2 separate regions of the Mus musculus genome follow, and region 2 is linked to region 1. Evidence: chromatin contacts called from public Hi-C data. All regions are on one chromosome and are shown on one strand. Each heading gives the region's core, a stretch centred on a gene start, on an enhancer-like site or on the middle of the called end of the contact. The rest is flanking DNA. Distances are from core to core; before and after follow the strand shown.

Evidence for each region. Hi-C and Micro-C count contacts between places; a contact is called where the count stands out from the background.
Region 2: a Hi-C map of the N1E-115 cell line shows a contact between it and region 1, with 4 times the contacts expected there. The contact joins two enhancer-like sites. A contact is called at or near these places in 1 of 15 datasets of contacts at CTCF or cohesin (pro-B cells), 3 of 484 Hi-C or Micro-C datasets (the N1E-115 cell line, bone marrow-derived macrophages and nephron progenitors) and 8 of 115 datasets of contacts at active chromatin or transcription factors (acute myeloid leukemia, astrocytes, bone marrow-derived macrophages and 4 more).

What each region holds. Positions count from the first base shown.
Region 1 is chr12:16,087,830-16,093,889 of GRCm38.p6, reverse strand. No RefSeq gene overlaps it. Among named protein-coding and RNA genes, the nearest start is that of Gm36235, 75 kb to the right of the region's middle. Within about 2 kb of position 2,274, at least 32 of the 459 cell types and tissues checked have an H3K27ac peak or open chromatin away from gene starts, as enhancers often do. A contact at or near this core is called in the N1E-115 cell line, where this site is marked.
Region 2 is chr12:16,528,329-16,534,228 of GRCm38.p6, reverse strand. No RefSeq gene overlaps it. Among named protein-coding and RNA genes, the nearest start is that of Lpin1, 58 kb to the left of the region's middle. Within about 2 kb of position 2,053, at least 209 of the 459 cell types and tissues checked have an H3K27ac peak or open chromatin away from gene starts, as enhancers often do. A contact at or near this core is called in the N1E-115 cell line, where this site is marked.

The DNA of each region.
Region 1 (6,060 bases), core at 1,025-3,524:
TCTTGAAGACTCCGGTTCTCTGCTGGGTTTCTTTGGGGTGACTTACTTAGGCAGCCATGCACCTTGATGGCTCTCTAGAACCCTTCCTCACCAGAGTACCCTAGGCTACCCAGCCACAGTCACTGCTCAAAGGAGCTTCACACAGTCCAGAACCCTGAAGGGAGAGCTTGACAGACTTTGCAACAGCTAGGAGTTGTTTATTGTGTATCTATGAGTGGGTATGTGCTGGTGGGTGTGGTCAAGATTAATATAGCAATCTAGTATGGCTTTAGAATGGGGTATTTAGACCATTTCCATTCAATGTGATTGTAATTTCCATTTAATGTGAATGTAAATCTATCACTTTGCTTCCTGTTGCTAGCTTCTTCCTGTTGCTGCTTTATCTCTTTTTCTGGGTGCCTTTGAAATTTTTGGAAATTCTATTTTCTTTTCATGCTTGCCTTGGCTCATGTCTCATTTTTAGTTTTAAAGTGAGTGACATGTTTCATATAAATGTGTGTATGTGTGTATAATATCTCTTAAACTTATTACCATATGATTTTAGATGGTATAGTACCACTCCATACATGGTATAGTACTTTTTATTTTTAAAGAGTTTAAGTCAATTTTAAATTACATGTATGTTTGTATAGTGACAGGTGGGTTCATGTGTGTATACATGGAGTCCAGAAGAGGATGGCTGACATTGAGCCCTTTGGAATTGTAGCTATAGGCAGGTGTGTATCCCCTGATGTAGGTGCTGAGAACCAAACTCTGGTCCTCTGCAACAGCAGACCATGCTCTTTCCAGCTAGGTCCTCTCTCCAGCCCCTGGCATGGGAATATGATTACACTGTATTTAATTCACACACACCCATTTTTTGCAGCATTGCTATGTAAATCTATCTTTGTTTGTGTATAATATATCACTGCAATTTCTGTTTTAGACAGGAAGTTGTTTTTTTCAATAATGTAAGTTAAGGAAGAATGGTTCCTTAGTTTGCTTTATTGCCACAATTTATTGTGGGTTTCATTTCCTCCTGTATATTATACAATTTTGACAGAATGACTTCCTCATATTTATCTCGTGTCCCGATGACAATGTGAGGATTTATGAGTTAAGAATGAAGGAAGTGGGGAGGGCAGAAAGGAGGCCGGCTGGCTTCACACAGCACTTTGTGTATATAGAATGAATGACCATGTGTTGTATTGCTAGCCAAATTTTATAGAAGTCTTAGGTGAAGGTCTTTATTACCCTAGGTCCTTCCTGTAGCAATGTGCATAGTCATGTTCATTTAACTATTGGCTCAGTCTCATGGCATGCTGCTTGTGTACATTTGCCTAGAGTATCCATTGGACCCCCAAAGACGGGAGAATTTGTCTCACAGGTTCAGAAGGTTGAACCCATAGTCCCAGCATTTGTGAGTGTTTAGCAGAGGAGTTACTTGCTCTTCTGGCAGATGGGAAGGTAGAGAAAGGCAGGAAGGGGCCAGTCAGGAGCAAGACATCCTTCCTGCAGTCTTGTCATATCTCATAAGGTCCTTCGAACCTCTAAATGTAGTGCCATACGCTGAGGGCTAAGCTCCACACCACGCGAGCCTTCTGGGGAGAGTTTGTCCCAACCAAACCATAACACATGTGCAGTGATATTACTCAAAGTATTTTACAAATCTTGAGACTTGCGAAGCTGGCTTTGCAATATTCACCTAGGCATTCCTCTCTGTTTTTAAGCTTGTGCCTAACATGTTCTAAAAATACTGTTGTTTCTTTTGCCACAAGGCAAGGAGGCTTAGGGCTAGAACCAAGCAAATGCTACAAAGTCACAAGTCAAGAAACGGGAAACAGTGAGACAATGAGTATTTTAATGTTGAGTTTTGTGCTGATTAATCCAATGGATCAAGATAGAATCCTCATGTCAATGTCTCTAAATTGTTCATGCCATTTTATATAATGTCTAACTCATAACAGAGCAAATAAATGCTTAGTGAATAAAAAATGGTGGAGAATGAGGGTAGAACACGCACAATGGAGGGACAGAAGCAAGCAATACATTGAAGATTATAGAGATGAGACGAGCAGGGCGAAGGGAAGTCTGCAGTTATATGGTATTTTTGGAAAAAAAAAAAACGAGTTTCCTTTTCCATGCTTCCAGGCCATGGGTTTTAATTTGTGGGAGTCATATGCTGCAGATGTTGCCATCCCTCCTCTGGTCAGATCACCATGACAAAGGCACTGCCTGCTCTATAAATAGATAGTTAGATTGATTTCACATCCTGCTCTGGTTCTCCGACTGCTTGCCTGGTGCGACACCAAGATCGATGAGTGATTCCATCCAGCGAGTGCACAGACCCTCCGCGCTCTCTTCTGGAAGATGACAATCAGGCTCATTAAATTCAGCACAAAGCAGCTTCAAAGACTTTTGTCCTATCAGAGAAATTGAACCAGAGCCCATTACCAAGGCATCAAAGGGAATGGATTTAACCAGCCTTCAGCCCACACCTATTGTTAGAAAGACAATTTGGTATTTTTCTTTGCCTGCTGGGATCAGTGCTCCCTGAGACTTCAGCAGCCAGAGCTGTTGTTAGGGAAAGTCAAGTATGGAAAAGCTTTTGGCTACAGGCTTACAGGTTTCCATATTCTGGGTCCAGTTCTATATCTAAAACTCCCTACCCCCTCCCATTTGTTCCTCTGACTTCCCCCATGTACAGTTCCCCTGCTCCCTCTTGAAATTATGGCCTGTTTTTCTGTAGTTGTTACTGTTCCATATCTGTGCTCCTAAATATATAAATACAAACTGCTCAGCCCATTTAGTGTTATTTGTATGTATATGTTTCAGGGCTGACCCTTTGATAATGGCTAAACAACTGGTATGCTTTTCCCTGGGGAGGACTATTTCTCATGTCCTCAGCTTACCTTGGCAGCCTGTAGTTCTTTGTCTATGGGAAGAGGTTCCATGAATGACTCCCACTTCTATGTTAATATGTCTACTCCATTACTGAATCCTTTTTTTCACTTTAAATACTCACGATCACTGAATTCTTGGCCATGGACAAGTCACTGGGTGATCCTGAAGCTCACCTTTTCTGGGGAAGCAACCACAAATTGGGAAAAAAATCTTCACTAACCACATCCCATAGAGCGTTAATGTCTAAAATATAAAGAACTCAAGAAGCTAACCACCACAAAAGCAAGCAACCCAATTAAAAATAAAAAGGGATATAGAACTAAACTGAGAATTCACAACAGGAATCTCAAATGGCTGAGAAAGACCTAAAGAAATGTTCAAAGTCCTTAGTGATCAGAGAAATGCAAATCAAAATGACTCTGAGATTCCACCTTACACCAGTCAGAATGGTTAAGATCAAAACCTCAGTGACTGCACATGTTGGCAAGGATATGGAGAAAGAGGAACACTCCTCTGTTGCTGGTGGGATTCCAAACTGATACAACCACTCTGGAAATCAATCTGGAGGTTCCTCAGAAAATTGGAAATAGATCTACCTGAAGACCCAGCAACAGCACTCTTGGGAATATACTCAAAAGGTGCGCCACCATGCCACAGGGGCATGTGTTCCACTATGTTCTTAGTGACCTTGATAGACAGAAGCTGGAAACAACCAAGATGTCCCATGACAGAAGGATGGATACAGAAAATGTGGTTCATTTACACAATGGAATACTACTCAGCTATTAGGAATGAGAACATCCTGAGTTTTGTAGGCAAGTGGATAGAAATAGAAAATATCATTCTGAGTGAGGTAACTTAGACCCCAAAGGACATGTATGGTATGTACTCACTAATAAGTGGATATTAGCCACTCCCTGCCAAAGTACATAATACACAAGATACAGTCCACAGAACTCAAAAAGCTCAACAAACTGAAGGGCCCAAGTGACAAGTCCTCAGTTCCACTTGGGTGGGAGAAGAAAGCAAGCAGAAGTGGAGAGGGAGGGGTCTGGGAAAGAAAGAGAACAAGGGGTGGGACAGGGAGAGGGGAACATGATGTGGTGCTGGGCAGGGGAGAAAAGGACTGAAGAACCTGAGCACTAGCAGAAAGAATGGAATCAGGCAACATCAGGAGGTAGGAGGTTGGGGGGGGGGGGCTCCAGAATGTACCAGAGACCTGGGAGGCGAGAGCCACTCAGGAATCAAAAGGAGGGACCTTAGATGAAATACCCTACATTGGGGAGAGGGAACTTGTAGAGCCCACCTCCAGCAGAAAGTCAGGACATCAAGTGAGAAATGGGTTGCCACTCCACAGTCAAAACTGTGACCCATATTTGTTTCTGTCTGAAAGAACTGCAGGGATGGAAATGGAGAGGAGCCCGAGGAAAAGAAGGTCCAGTAACAGGCCCAAATTGGGGTCCTAAGACCTGACATTATTACAGAGGCTATTGAGCACTCACAAAAAGGAACCTAGCATGACCACACACTGGAAGACCCAACAAGCAGCTGAAAGAGTCAGAGGCAGATATTTGCAACCAATCAATGGATAGAAGCTGCTGACCCCTGTGGTTGAATTAGGGAAACGCTAGAAGAAGCTGAGGAAGAGGGAGACCCTGTAGGAGGACCAGCAGTCTCAATTAACCTGGACTCCTGAGATCTCTCAGATACTGGACCACCAACCAGGCAGCATACACCAGCTGATATGAGGCCCCCAACACACATATACAGCAGAGGAATGCTAGGTCTGGGTTTAGTCAGAGAAGATGCACCTAACCCTCAAGAGACTAGAGGCAGGGAGTTTAGAGATCTGGTGGGGTGGGGGGTGGGGTCATCCTCATGGAGACAGGGGGCAGGGAGGAAGTATGGGATGTGGAACTGTCAGAGGGTGGACCAGGAGAGGAATAAAATCTGGAGTTTTAAATAAATAGGTAGGTAGGTAGGTAGATAGATAGATAGATAGATAGATAGATAGATAGATAGATAGATAGATAAAGTTTTTTTAAAGATTAAAAAAAGAAAGTACTAGACTGGTATGACAAAGGGCTTGGCTACCCTGTAACCTTTACCTACGTCTCCTAAGCCTTAGTTTTCTTGCCTGTGAAGAGCCAATAAAGCTTGTATCTATCAAGTTGTGAGCACCTAATCCCTGGTTTCCAGGTCACAGAGCAATGACAAGAATGGCAAGCTAATCTGACAGTGGTGTGAATGCCAAATGCCAGAATCACCAGGAAATGTACAAAATGCCTGGGTGATCCCCTTAACCAAGAGTGTTAATAGTGCTTAATTAGGGCATCTAATAATGTATTTATCCGTTTAATTCACATTTGTCATAGATTTAAAAAATCAGAAAAAAAAATTGATCACACCAGCAACAACTGTCAATAATGACAATGCCTTTCATCCAATGAGGCCAATTTTGGATCTTGACCTTGTGTGGAAAGTCACTTGATCTGAGCATCTTGTTATTATAGTTCAGTCAGTATTTCTATATTGTGTTTGCTTTGCATCTAGAGCAGTCTGTGATCTTTCACTGGAAAATGGACACACTATGGAAATGCCGGGGAGGGAAGCTGAGTCCCATTTAGGGTAGGAAAACATATCTCTGACCAGAGGCCCTGACATTGTGACTGGTGAGGTTCAGAGTGCAAGTGTGGTCAAGTAGCAGCTGCCCAAGTTTCAAGACCTGCCCGTGTCACACTTAAAAACGTCCTACTGGCAACCAGAAACAGATGTGCAAAAGACCTAGGAAGGCAGAACAGAATAGATTTTGTTCATGGGGACATAAGGGGATGGCTTTTCTTTTCCACCATGCTGTGAGGCTCAGAGGTTTGCAGGGATTGTCTGACTATTTGCAGCATGGAGGTCACAAGAATCAGAGAACTGATTTTGCATCATTCAGACTGTGAGCTTTCCACCTATAGCTAACTGATATAGAGGTACAGCAGGGAGTTTTGAGTGAGAAAGAGTATTAACTGCCAAGAATTTATGTAAAAGTGTGATTCTCTTTCTTTAAGGAGTGGAATTTTCAGTACCACAGCCTCAGCGACAGGGAGAACTGGTTGGTGGCATGGATCACTTATCTCAGCTTCTCCTTTCCTTAACTTGGGGGGATAGTGATTGGAGTCATTACTGGCA
Region 2 (5,900 bases), core at 804-3,303, 440 kb before region 1:
ACCCTCCCCGCCCTGCTCCCCTACCTACCCACTCCCAAGGAGCTGAAGGGGTCTGCAACTCTATAGGTGGAACAACAATATGAACTAACCAGTACCCCAGAGCTCGTGTCTCTAGCTGCATATGTAGCAGAAGATGGTCTAGTCGGCCGTCACTGGGAAGAGAGGCCCCAGGGTCTTGCAAACTTTATATGCCCCAGTACAGGGGAACACCAGGGGTTTTCCCTTTTCAAGTCAGCTTGTAAAATGATTCCATTTCTGATTTGTGAGTTGCAAGGATTATAGGTGACCACCACATCTGAATTTTTTGTGGGTTCTGGGGATTTCAATGCTGGGCCCCTCACTTGTTTGGCAAGTGCTTTATCCACTGAGCTATCTTCGCAGCATCAGTGTCTCCGACAGACTCATGAGGATAGCCTGAAACACTATAGTCAAGGATGACTTTGAATTAGATCATTACTGCCACCCCACCCCCACCCCCAGTGCTGGGATTGCACGCATGTGCCACAATGAGTGTCTTTTATTTGGTACTGGGAATTGAACCAGGGCTTCATGCATGCTAGGCAAGTCCATGCTCTACACCCCAGGATAGACTTTACATTTGTAACCTCTCTTTTTATCCTGTAGCACCAAAGAGGATAATTGCTATCACTTGTGGTACAGCCAGGCTTGGTCCCCAAAGGGAAGCAGAGTCTGACCAGAGAAGCTGATCCTGGAAGTCAGTGAAAGCCGGTGGCCACAGGGGGGCACAGTTGGTTCTTGTTTGACCGAATAGCCTTTCAAAACAGCCTCTGCTTTGACAAAGGCCTTTCCCTGTGGTCCCAGGCTTGGAGACCAGCCAGGTTGTGGGTTGGATTTGTGTGGAGGCAGGGGAGTTTCTTCAGGGGACTGTTTCAGTGCGGATGTCCCTTGGATGAGCTCAATCCGAGGCCCAAATCTTTAAGTGAGCTTTGGAGGCCAGTCTGTTGAGATTTAAAATCTGTTCTTTGTGGCCCTGGAGGTTCTGGGAGTTTGTCCTGGGAGTTTGTTAAAAATAAAATTGTTTAGGACCTTATCCTAGACCTACCGACCCTAGCAGTGGGTGTGGGCCTCCGAGAATAGTTTAATAAGTCCTATGGGGTTCGGATGCACTCACATGTTGTGGACCATTGCAGCCCAGGCCCGGGCTCACGTCTGTCATCTGGCCAGCTCAGGAATGCTGTAATGCTATCAGCCTAGGACTCACATCAGCTCCACCCCACTTGCTCAAACCGGGAGAAGCTGCTACAAAGACCACCTCACCTCTTTGTATTAAAGGATCTTGGAGACCGAGCCACAGGTGCTTGCTTAAGTCACAAGGTGTCCTTCTGACCCTGTGGAAGCATCCAGTCAGATCTGCCTTCCTGGGGAATCTCAGATGGGAGCCACAGGCCTGGGAGACAGCAGGTCTGGCAGCCTGGGCAGAGTGAGAACGCAGGGAACAGGGTAGAGGTGGATGTGCCCAGATTTCTAATGGTCTCGTCCTCCCCGAAATGTTTGGGAGCCTCGAGGAGCCTGTCCCGATGCCAGCTATCTGTTCATTGGTGCAGGAAGTCCATTCAGCCTGCATTACTTTTAATGCATTTTGCAAGCAAGTGGCCTCTTCCTGTGACTCACTCCGCCTTTTGTGCACCGGAGGTTGTGGTTGGAAGTTTCACTTCGGAAAGTAACCACCAGTGCCTCCGATTTCTCCCGAGGCTGGAACCCCAACAAGTCACATGCATTTTGTAACAAAGAAGTGTAAATGGAGGTGCAGCCAGTCACGTTTCTGCTCTGTAAAAACATCCTTTTCTGAGATGGTCTGCAGAGCCAAGCTGAGAAGAAATGGGTTATATTTTCATTTCAGGACTTTGTGCTTTCTTTCCAGAATGTTCTTTGTCATCTTGATCCATTTTTCAGGATTATCTAAAAACAAAAAACAAACAAAAAAACAACAAAAAAAACCCCCCAAATCAAACCAACCCCCCAGCATTAGCTGATTGGGTGATCCATCCCTTAGCTGACTGAAAGTGACTCAGATCTGGACTGAAGTTTGGGTTCTGTCTACCAGGCAGCATGGAAATAATGATGGTAATAGGATTGGTTGAATAACAACGTGTATTTCATCAGGCTCTTCCCCAGTGGCCAATTCACGGGCTCTCTATACATTTATTTCTTCGGATAAGCCAGCAAAGGCTAAGCGGGCAAATTCTACAGGGCAGTTTTCTCAAGTTTAAAGACTCATCTTCAAAATGTTGTGGAGCTGAACCAAGTTATCACCACCCCTGTTAGTTGTAAAGCGATTTATGTGTATGAGTATTTTGACTGCTTGTATGTAAGTACCATGAGTGTGCCTGGTGCCTGTGGATGCCAGGAGAGGGGACTGGATGCCCCTGGAACTGGAGTCACGTGTGATTTTGAGTGATCCAATGTGACTGCTGGGAATCAAGCTTAGGTCCTCTGAAGCGTGTATGTGTACACACACACACACACACACACACACACACACACACACACACACACACATATATATATGTATATGCAGCCCAAAATGTTACTGTTATTTTGAGCTGTAACATGCTATGTGACTGAGGACAGCCTTGACTTTTGGATCTTCCTGCTTGCCACCACCTCCATTACAGGCATACAGCAGTGCTGGAAATTGAACTAAGGGCCTCACTCATGGTAGCCAACTACTCTAGCCAGCCAACGTGTTTTTCTGCTTTAATTCTTTTTGTGCACAACCCTAGTCTCTTCAGCATTAGTAAAGCCCAAATGCACTTAGAACTAAGTGCAGCTAAAGCCGTAGTCAGAGTTCCAGTTAGCATTAGTACTTACTACATTCTGGAAAGCTGATGTGGGCTTGAGAAACGGTACATTTGGATTTAGAAGAGATGCCTTTGATGTTTCACTTCTCACCTTGATTCTTTCAACTTCTGTGCAGGGAGGACAGTCATCGTCATTAAACACTGACCTTTTAAGAGTGAGGATGAGCAGTTATTCCATGTTTATGTGAGTGTCTTGCTGTTGGTGAAGTTATGATTTATTTTCTGTCTGGTGCTGGGGAAGGAACCCAGGGCCTTGTGCATATGAGACGAGTGCCTCAAATCCTGACCTTCCTGTTGAACTAGCTTCTATCTGAGGTTGACATGGGACTTTTAAATATCTCCTTTGACCGCCCAAGATGGGTAATTCCTCCTCTCTCTGATACCTTGAAGATGAGAGAGGGGCTTCCTGCTTACTCTAAAGTTAACCTGAATGGTCGACTTGACACAGCCCAGAGTCATCTGAGAGGAGAGCTCCAGCTGAGAAATTGCCCAGAACAGATTGGCTTGTGAGCATGACTGTGGGGGATTGTCCTGATTATTCACCGATGCAGAAGGACCCAGTTCTTTGTGGGTAGCTCTATCCCTGGGCCTGGGTTGTAGACCAAGTTGGCCTTGAACTCCCAGAGATCTGCCTGTTTCTGCCTCCTGAGTGTTGGGATTAAAGGTGTGTACCACCATGCCTGGATGAGGCCCTTTCTTTCATTAAATAAACAAACAAACAAGCAAGCAAGCAAGCAAGCAAACAAACAAACAAACAAACAAACCAAAGGAAATCTAGCTGAGTATGAGTCCAAGTGAGCCAGAGAGCTAGCCAGGAAGCATCGATCCTGGTGTCTGCTTCAAGTTCTTGCTAGACATTCCTTCCTGACTTCCCTCAATGATGGACTGCGACCTGTGACCTTGAAGTGCAAGCCAATAAATACTTTCCTCCCCTAAGGTGGTTGTGGGTTTTTGTTTGTTTGTTTGTTTTTTGCTTTTGTTTTTGTTTTGTTTTGTTTTGTTTTGTTTTGTCAGAGTGTTTGTTCACAGCAACAGGAAGGGAGCCCTGACATAGTCTGTAATGGTACTGGTACAAGTAGGTCCTATGGACCAAGGCTGAGTGCTCCCACCAAGGAGAGCTCCTCTTTCCAAGAGAGATGAGAACTCACAGACAGGCATGGCTGCTGGTGCCTGCTGTAAGGTAGAATGTCTAACTGGTTAAAGGAGCTGACTGGGGGCTGGGGATGGATAGTCATTAGCGCAGCTCTTGCCTAGCATGTATAAGGCCCTGAGATTTCCACATCGCCAGAAAGAACAAAGAGGATGTGTGGGCCATCCCATCTCTGGGAGCCACAGATGCTTCTAAGCTTTTTCATGCTTTTACTTGATCTGAGAGCCATCTAAGTGGGTATCAGGGAAGAACTTTGCAGGCATTTGGTGGATCCCAGAATGGATGGCAGTTTTTTCTAGGAATTGAGGAACTTAACCTGCTTCCCCCTCTTTCCCATGGATACCTGTGGCAGGAATTGTGGGGTAGGATAGCCAAGCAACCTCAACATCCTTCAGGTCTATGCTCATTCTTATGTTTGTTTGTTGTTTGGTCAACTTGGCATAAGCTACAGTCGTTTTGGAAGAGAAGATGCTTCAACCAGATTGGCCAGTGAGCAAACCTATGGTGTATTTTCTTGATGATGTTTGGACATGGTTGGTGCCACTTTTGGGCTGGTGGTCCTGGGTGCTATAACAAGGTAGGCTAAGGAAGCATGGGGGAGCAAGCCAGTAAGCAGCACCTCTCCACGGTCTCTGCACCAGCTCCTGCCTCCAGGTTCCTGCCTTGAGTTCCTGCGCTGACTTCCTTCAGTGATGGCTTATGCTGTGGAACTGTAGCTGAAAGAAACCCTTTCCTTGCCAGGTTGCTCTGGGCCATGGTGTTTTATTACAGCAAGAGGAACTCTAACTAAGACAGGTCTATTATGATTCATTGAAGTCTCTGGAGAAGAAATTGCTCTTGAGATGGGTGGGAACCTCAGGGGGTATCAGTTTACCTGCATGGTCACCTTCTCCCTCTGTGACATCAAGCTGGTCAGAAAGCTACATAGCCTGGCAGAAAAGGATCCATCCCGAGACACCCTTGACATCTGTGGAGAAGAGGAAGCAGACAGCAGCCTCAACTTCGACCTTAGAGGAGGCCTATATATTTTTTCCTAACAGTAGCAGTGTCTGCTGTCAGAATCATTTGACAGCAGTGTGAAACTAAGGTCCAGCAGTTGAAATTCGGCTGGCTGAGGGTTGCCGCCATACAGTTGTGTGACTGTGGACTATGGAAAGTGCAGACATCAGATATGAAGCTGTCTGCTATGTCTAGGGGAGTCAAGCCATGATTGCAGGTGAAGCAGAGCTGGAAGTGAACTGGGCAGTACTGGAGTGATGGCCACATTGCATGTACCCTGCATGAAGTAACCTGCTCTGGGGTCAAGGAGAGGACAAGAGGCTGCGAGGGATGCTAGAAGCATTGCTCACGTAGCAGCCCGGGCCGCATCACTGTTCGAACCACAGAGCATGTGCTTTTTCAAAAAAGCTGCCTGAGAGATGCGCACTTTGGAAACTGGTCTAAGCACTTCCTGTTTTGACCAATAACAAATGTGAACCAGACCTGGCTCCTCTCTGCAGGCAGAGCTCACCCATTTTTGCCTCAGCTGTATCTGTGACATCCCAGCTATGGTTTGGGAGGAGAGCAGTGCCCACGCAGTGAGAGTGCCCATGGAACATAAGCTCTCCTGGAAGAAGCTGAACTGGGGAGCCACAAACCAAAGCAGCCAATTTGACACACTAGAGTGTGAGCTCAGGCAAAGACGGAAACACCATTCCTTTTCTCTGCCTTCTGTTGTTTGTCATTGATCTGTTAGGTAGTGTAATGGTGCAGTGTAACAGTGCAGTGGAATGGCAGTTTTAGCTGTGGAGTGGAGCTCCCAATGGTCAAACATTTGATGGCAGTGAGAATGGTTTGGGGGTTCCTCTGGATGTGTGGACAGAGGTGGAGTTTAGAGACCCTGAGCCTGGAAGGTGTGCCTGAAGTAGCTGGTTGTCCTTCTTTGGGTC